Regions from separate parts of the Mus musculus genome. Here region 1 is linked to region 2. Evidence: chromatin contacts called from public ChIA-PET data. All regions are on one chromosome and are shown on one strand. Each heading gives the region's core, a stretch centred on a gene start, on an enhancer-like site or on the middle of the called end of the contact. The rest is flanking DNA. Distances are from core to core; before and after follow the strand shown.

Region 1 (2,700 bases), core at 85-2,584, 140 kb after region 2:
AACCCATGGACCAAGGTCTATCAGGAAAGTCACATTTGGTAGTCTGTCCTCTGAGAAGGCTTCATACCCATAGCTTTCCTCTTCTAATCACTAGAAAACAATAAAATCAATCCCAACAAAAGATGTTCTACTATATTTCTGACTGATATTGACAACTGTTAAGGTCATCTAAGACAAGAGAAGAAAGAATCTTTACCCTCTGGGAGACCCTGATGTTGCACTGATGGAGAAATATAGCTTGGTGTCCTGGGGTAGACACTGAAGAACAGATGAGTGATGTTACATAGACACTGAGGAAATCTAAATGATGTGTAACTCCAGTTAATAATGTGCCAATGCTGGTTCATTAGTTGTGACAAATGTACAACAAGATACTAATAATAGGTTAAATGTGAATGCTATATAATCATTTTTTTCTATAAATTTAGAACTACAAAATAAATTTCAATATATAAGCTACTCTAAAATAAAATTTTCACTTAAGAATGCATTTATTTCACTCATTTACGGGACACCTCAAACACCATTAACACATTTTTGTCTCCTACAGATGTGTAGTCTCAAGCTAATGAATGCTGCTTTACATTTAAAAAGACACATAGATACCCAGCCAGTGCTGTGAACCTAGTGCTCATGTGCAAAAGACAGCATTTTCTGTCGTTTTCTGATCATCTCTTTAGGTAACTTTTCCATGCCCTTTTCCCCAAAAACTTCTCTGAGAGGCTGAACCACGTGGAGTTCTTCAGTGAACACTCATGACCTTTGCCCTCCAGTTCTGGTCTACAGAAAAGACTCGTGTGTGTGTGTGTGTGTGTGTGTGTGTGTGTGTGTGTGTGTGTGTAAAGTTGGCTTGTTTATTCTCACATCTAACTCTGCTAACTCACAGGAGGTTGCGGACATTCTCCTACGAAAGCCACAGCATGTATCAGCAGTCCTCTCCATTCATCTACTGCTTCCATGATCCACTAGGCGCTCACTCCCCTAGTATGGTGGCCCTTATCAGTCTTAGCACAGCTCCTGCTCAGCACCGTGGCGAGAGTTTATCACTGTCTCCCTAGCAACCTCACCATTACCCTGGCCACGAGGCAGATAGGTGCTTGCCCCCATGGGCCTTCAATATTTGCTAAATGAATGTGTCAGCCAATGAACTTCAGAGAATTCAAATTAGAAGACCCTTGTAACACTGTTACTAAGTGGTTAGAGTAGTGGACTGCCAGGGCTAGGCTCACAGTGTGGGTCTTTCAACTTCCCAGGTGAATTCTCTAAGACTTAGTTCCTTAAATTTAAAGTGCAGATAGGGATATCTTCTTCCCTTGGTTGATTAAATGTGAACAATCTCTACCAAGTGCTTAGCACTGGCGGGACCACAGAACAGTGCTTATCAGTTTTATACAGCTCAGTCATAGCTAAAATTTGCTTGTCTTTTAAATAGATAGTTGATGAGCAACCAAAACAGTTGGTTTAGTATATGTGAGGCATGGGTCCCAAAAGAAAAAAGTTGGCAAAACAAATTGTAAATTTATTCAACCTTGCTGATTAGTCAAGAAAGTGGAACTAGAAGAACAGTATTCATGTCTCTCCTCCAAAACTAGAAGACTGTCCTGATAGTATTTAAAGCTGCTATAACACTGCTCTTCTTTTTTTATGAAGCCAACTTGGAATTTATCAAGCAAAGACCAAGGAATAGTTTTTAACATGGGCATTATTAGTGTGAGTGAGACTTGCTTAAGAAAAGAATAGCACATACCTCAGTCTAGTTGTGAGCTTCTCAAGGGGCAGCTACCAGCAATACTTTTTTTTTTTTAATGTATATAATTTTATTTGTTTGTATGTCTGTGTATATACATGTGTGTTACATGTGAGTATATACAAGTGTACATACCTATGCATGCACATGTGGAAGCCAAATACAAGCTTTCTTTCTCTAATGTTCTCTACTTTATCACCTTAAGTCAGGAGCTCTTATAGAACTGGAAGCCTACTGTTTGGGTTATGTTGGCTAGCCAGAGCACTTTTAGGGTTCAAGTTCTTCTACCCTCCAGTGCTGGGGTTAGAAGTACATGAAGTCACACTGAGCCTTTGTTTTGTTTTGTTTTGTTTTGTTTTGTTTTGTTTTGTTTTGTTTGAGACAGGACTTGGGTCCTTCCCTGTAGCCCTGGCTATCCTGGAACTAGAGGAGGCTAGCCTCAAATTGATAGAGATCCATGTACCTCTCCCTTCTAAGTACGGGGATTAAAGGTGTGTGTCACCATTCCAGACATGTCCAGCTTTTTTTTAATCTGAGTGCTGGAGATAGCACATCAGGCTCTGATGCTTGCAGAGCAAGTACTCCATGCACTGAGCCATCTCCTCAGTTCCTCAATGTCTTTTTTTAAAGAAAGAAAAATTTTCAGTAGCTAAGCGTGTAGATCAATAGTAGCTCATATGCTTAGTGTGCATGAAGCCCTGTGTTCAGTTCCTAGTATGTGTAAACACACACACACACACCTTTTACACAAACAAACAAACAAATAAACAACCTTAAGCTTTAGTATTGTGCTCCTGAAATCTCAGGGCGGGGAGGTGGAGCGTCCCTGGTCTTTTTAGCTAGCCAATCTAGTAGAATCAGGAAGCTGCCAGTTCTTGAAAAACACTATCTCAAAACAATTGAAAAATTGGGGAAGATACCCAGCATCAACCTCTGGCCTTCACACACACACA
Region 2 (3,120 bases), core at 585-3,084:
ACACAGTTACAGATCCCCAGAAGAAGTGCCACACTCCACAGACCTTCTTTCTGGGGTTCTCAGCCATCCACATGGGTCTAGATTAAAGGTCTATATCTATAAATGAGCCCAGGGTCATACTCCATGAGTTTTAAAGCCTAGTTTCTCCACCCACAGGCTCTGTGACCCTGCATCTCTTAAGATCTCAGATTCCTCATCTGTGACTGGATCTAACGTCCACTTCATTTTACAGGCCTGCTATAAGGATGATGTGTGTAGAAAACTCTGAGGACAGGGCCTGGTCCATGTGAGGACCCTCTTAGTGTTATCTAGGTGATAGAGCAATGTGTTTCCTCAGAACTTAGTCTCCCCTTCAAAGAGGAACAGCAGTCCATCCTCCAAGGTCATAGGGGTTGGATTCAATGTTTGGGTAACATTTAAAGTAAAGATCCTTAAATATGATTTATTCTATTCCATTCTTCGTCAACAGGTGTGAGGCTAAGTAAGGTAGGGAGAAGCCTGTCTCTGTCTTAAAGGAAGGTCTATTTAGTGGGAGCATCAGGACCAGACAAGATATGGGGGATAAATGTGTACTGGCAGAACATCATGGTAAGAAGGGTGCAGAGAGAAAGAAATGTGTGAGCCAGGCTTTGATGAGTGAGGAGTTCACCAAACAGGCATGGCATGCATTGGTTAGTTCTGCTCTATAAGGCTGTCATGATGGCACCACCATAAGAAGACAGTAACAAAGGCCTCCAAGAAGCCATCTTAAGAGAGGTTGAGTCAGTCTTGGTGAAAATGAACAGGCAGAAGTTTTCTGTAGGGTAGTGACAGATCAAGTTAATACAGATTTTTAAAACTCCTTCAATGGAGTTACTTTTCTAGATCCTGAGGCTCATGGAGGCTGGAGGGTGGGCTGGGGCAGCATGAAGTATACAGTGCCCCATGGCCAAGGGAGGACAAACCAGGACACGTGTGGATTCTGTTTCCCACAACCACATAGAAAAGAATTCTCCTTGGCCTCTGTGGTAAACCATCAAGGACACAATGAGGCTCTGTCTCAGCCCCAGGGTCCCCTTTCCCAGGGCTGACAGCTGCCTGGACAGGACTATATTTTAGACAAAGCTTATTCAGGTCCTGTCATACTGACATTAAACAGCCAATCCACCTCCCCCCTCCTCCCTCATTTCCACATCAACACTTCAAAAGGTACTTTCACCCAGTCCACAGGACCACAACAAGAACCTGGGTTGACTGGCAGGCATTGAAGCAATACCAGACAAAACTGGCATGCAGCGGTTGGAATACATGTTTGACATACAGGGGTCTAGCCTTAGAGAGAGCAGTTTACAACAGGAACCGTATCCTGCCTTTGCCATCTGTGTGATCTACCATGATTCACCTCCCTTATTCTCTCCTAGCTTTTTTTTTTTTTTCCACTTTGCAAAACTGGGACAATGACACATTTCCAAAAGGCTTGGGTGAGTAAAAACTGAAGTGGAAATAGAAATACCTCTAACACAGCTGTGCTCTGTAGACATCTAATAAATACAGCCAGCCTTTGGCATCTCCAGAGGAAGGTCCTGAACAGGTTGCATATGGCCTACACACAAGGCCTCAATACTGGTAATCATCTACGTGTGACTTATAATGCCTAAGGCCAGCCAATGGGCCTTTCTCAGGGGCCTCTGGAAGGAGTGCAGCCTCCTCACTGCCTGTATATCAGATTTCTGCCTCCAGCACTGTAAGATAAGACCATTGAGCTCATGAGCCCTTATCACAGCATAACAGGACATGGACAGGAGCCCTTGGCTAGGTATGGGAGCTGATAGGGATGCTGCTGACTAGAATGACACTGAGTGAACTGCTGGCAGAGGACAGAGGTGACTGCCTGTGTGACAGAGGAGGCTGAACTAGGCTGCGCAGGGCTGAGGCTGAGGGTCCACAGGCTCTAAGGAATGTGGTCCTATGATAGAGGTTCTGTGGTAGGAGGCTAAGTGGGACCACACAGAATCGCATGCCAAGTGGATAGACTATATGAGGCAGCAGAGGGGTACTGCGAGAGGATCTTTGGCAGGATAGGAGCAGTGTGGAGCAAGCCTAAGGATCCTGTGGGCAGGACTGACGGGTCTACTGTGGAGGCTTTGTGAGAGATCCAGCTGGGCATCAGTGGGATATGTAGAGTATGCCAACTGCACAGAGATATTCATCAGACCATAAGGAAATGGGTCCAAGGTTCCAGTTCACAGGGTAGACTATTGGTACCAGGACCACATCAAGGAAGTATGGGGAACCAAAAGATACACAAGAGGAAATGGGTTGTAGTGGGCTGAGAGGAGAGTGGGTGGGAATGTAGGAGATGGTTATAGGCCTGGCAGAGGAATGCCCCTCAGAGAGGATCCCATCAAAGAAAGGTTAAGATGCCGAGCTCTCTGGAAACAGCTGTGTAAAACAACAGAGAGCAAGAAGACCTGGGTACACATCATCACTAACCCAAGTATTTTAGTTGAAACATATACTGCATGCTTTAGATGGCCTGAAGATGAGAAGAGTTGGGACTCTACAGGTCACTTGCCTGGAGGTGAAAAGAATTGGGATCAGTTGCCTAGAGGGGAAATCAGACTTGCTTATTCACTGTCTAAAGTGCCAATCTCACTGTGTACCCTGTACAACACAGTCCACTGATGATACAGCAGTGTGAGCCAGTGTCCTCATCTCTGGAGTTTCAGGATACCCTCCATGGGTAGGGTCCCAATGCACATCTGTTGAGGGCAAAACTGTTGATATTATCCTATAGATCTTTTACCAACTTGGCCTTATCAAAGTGAGACCAACTGAGTCTCAGAATGTTGAGTACCACAATGATCACACTGTGGGTGAGTCCCTGGGAGGTCACTGGAATGTTTCTGATTCCAAGAAGTGGTCTTGGGACCAAGACAGTGCCTTCCTTGCTATTAATAAATGTTTAGAAGGCAGAATGGTAACAAAAGATACAAGGTCCCCAACCTCCTGGAAAGGGGCTGCTGAGACCTCCAGGCACTACCTCATGCCCTCCCTGACGCCAGTTCCAGGTCAGACCCTGGCCATTGTTTCAGACATAGTCCAGAAAACACAGGCCCAACCATAACTGGGTAACTGCTG

The links. ChIA-PET counts read pairs in DNA pulled down with a chosen protein or histone mark.
Region 1: an SMC1A ChIA-PET map of the G1E-ER4 cell line shows a contact between it and region 2, with 5 read pairs. The contact joins two enhancer-like sites. A contact is called at or near these places in 1 of 15 datasets of contacts at CTCF or cohesin (the G1E-ER4 cell line), 19 of 484 Hi-C or Micro-C datasets (the C2C12 cell line, CD4 T cells, DN3 thymocytes and 10 more), 2 of 115 datasets of contacts at active chromatin or transcription factors (embryonic stem cells and stem cell-derived neural progenitor cells) and 1 of 9 other capture datasets (embryonic stem cells).

Annotation. Positions count from the first base shown.
Region 1 is chr7:84,721,942-84,724,641 of GRCm38.p6, forward strand. All of the region lies in intron 1 of 2610206C17Rik (RIKEN cDNA 2610206C17 gene), which reads left to right. Among named protein-coding and RNA genes, the nearest start is that of Zfand6, 33 kb to the left of the region's middle. Within about 2 kb of position 1,335, at least 22 of the 459 cell types and tissues checked have an H3K27ac peak or open chromatin away from gene starts, as enhancers often do. A contact at or near this core is called in the G1E-ER4 cell line, where this site is marked.
Region 2 is chr7:84,585,522-84,588,641 of GRCm38.p6, forward strand. The region is part of intron 13 of Fah (fumarylacetoacetate hydrolase); the gene reads right to left. Among named protein-coding and RNA genes, the nearest start is that of Fah, 19 kb to the right of the region's middle. Within about 2 kb of position 1,835, at least 28 of the 459 cell types and tissues checked have an H3K27ac peak or open chromatin away from gene starts, as enhancers often do. A contact at or near this core is called in the G1E-ER4 cell line, where this site is marked.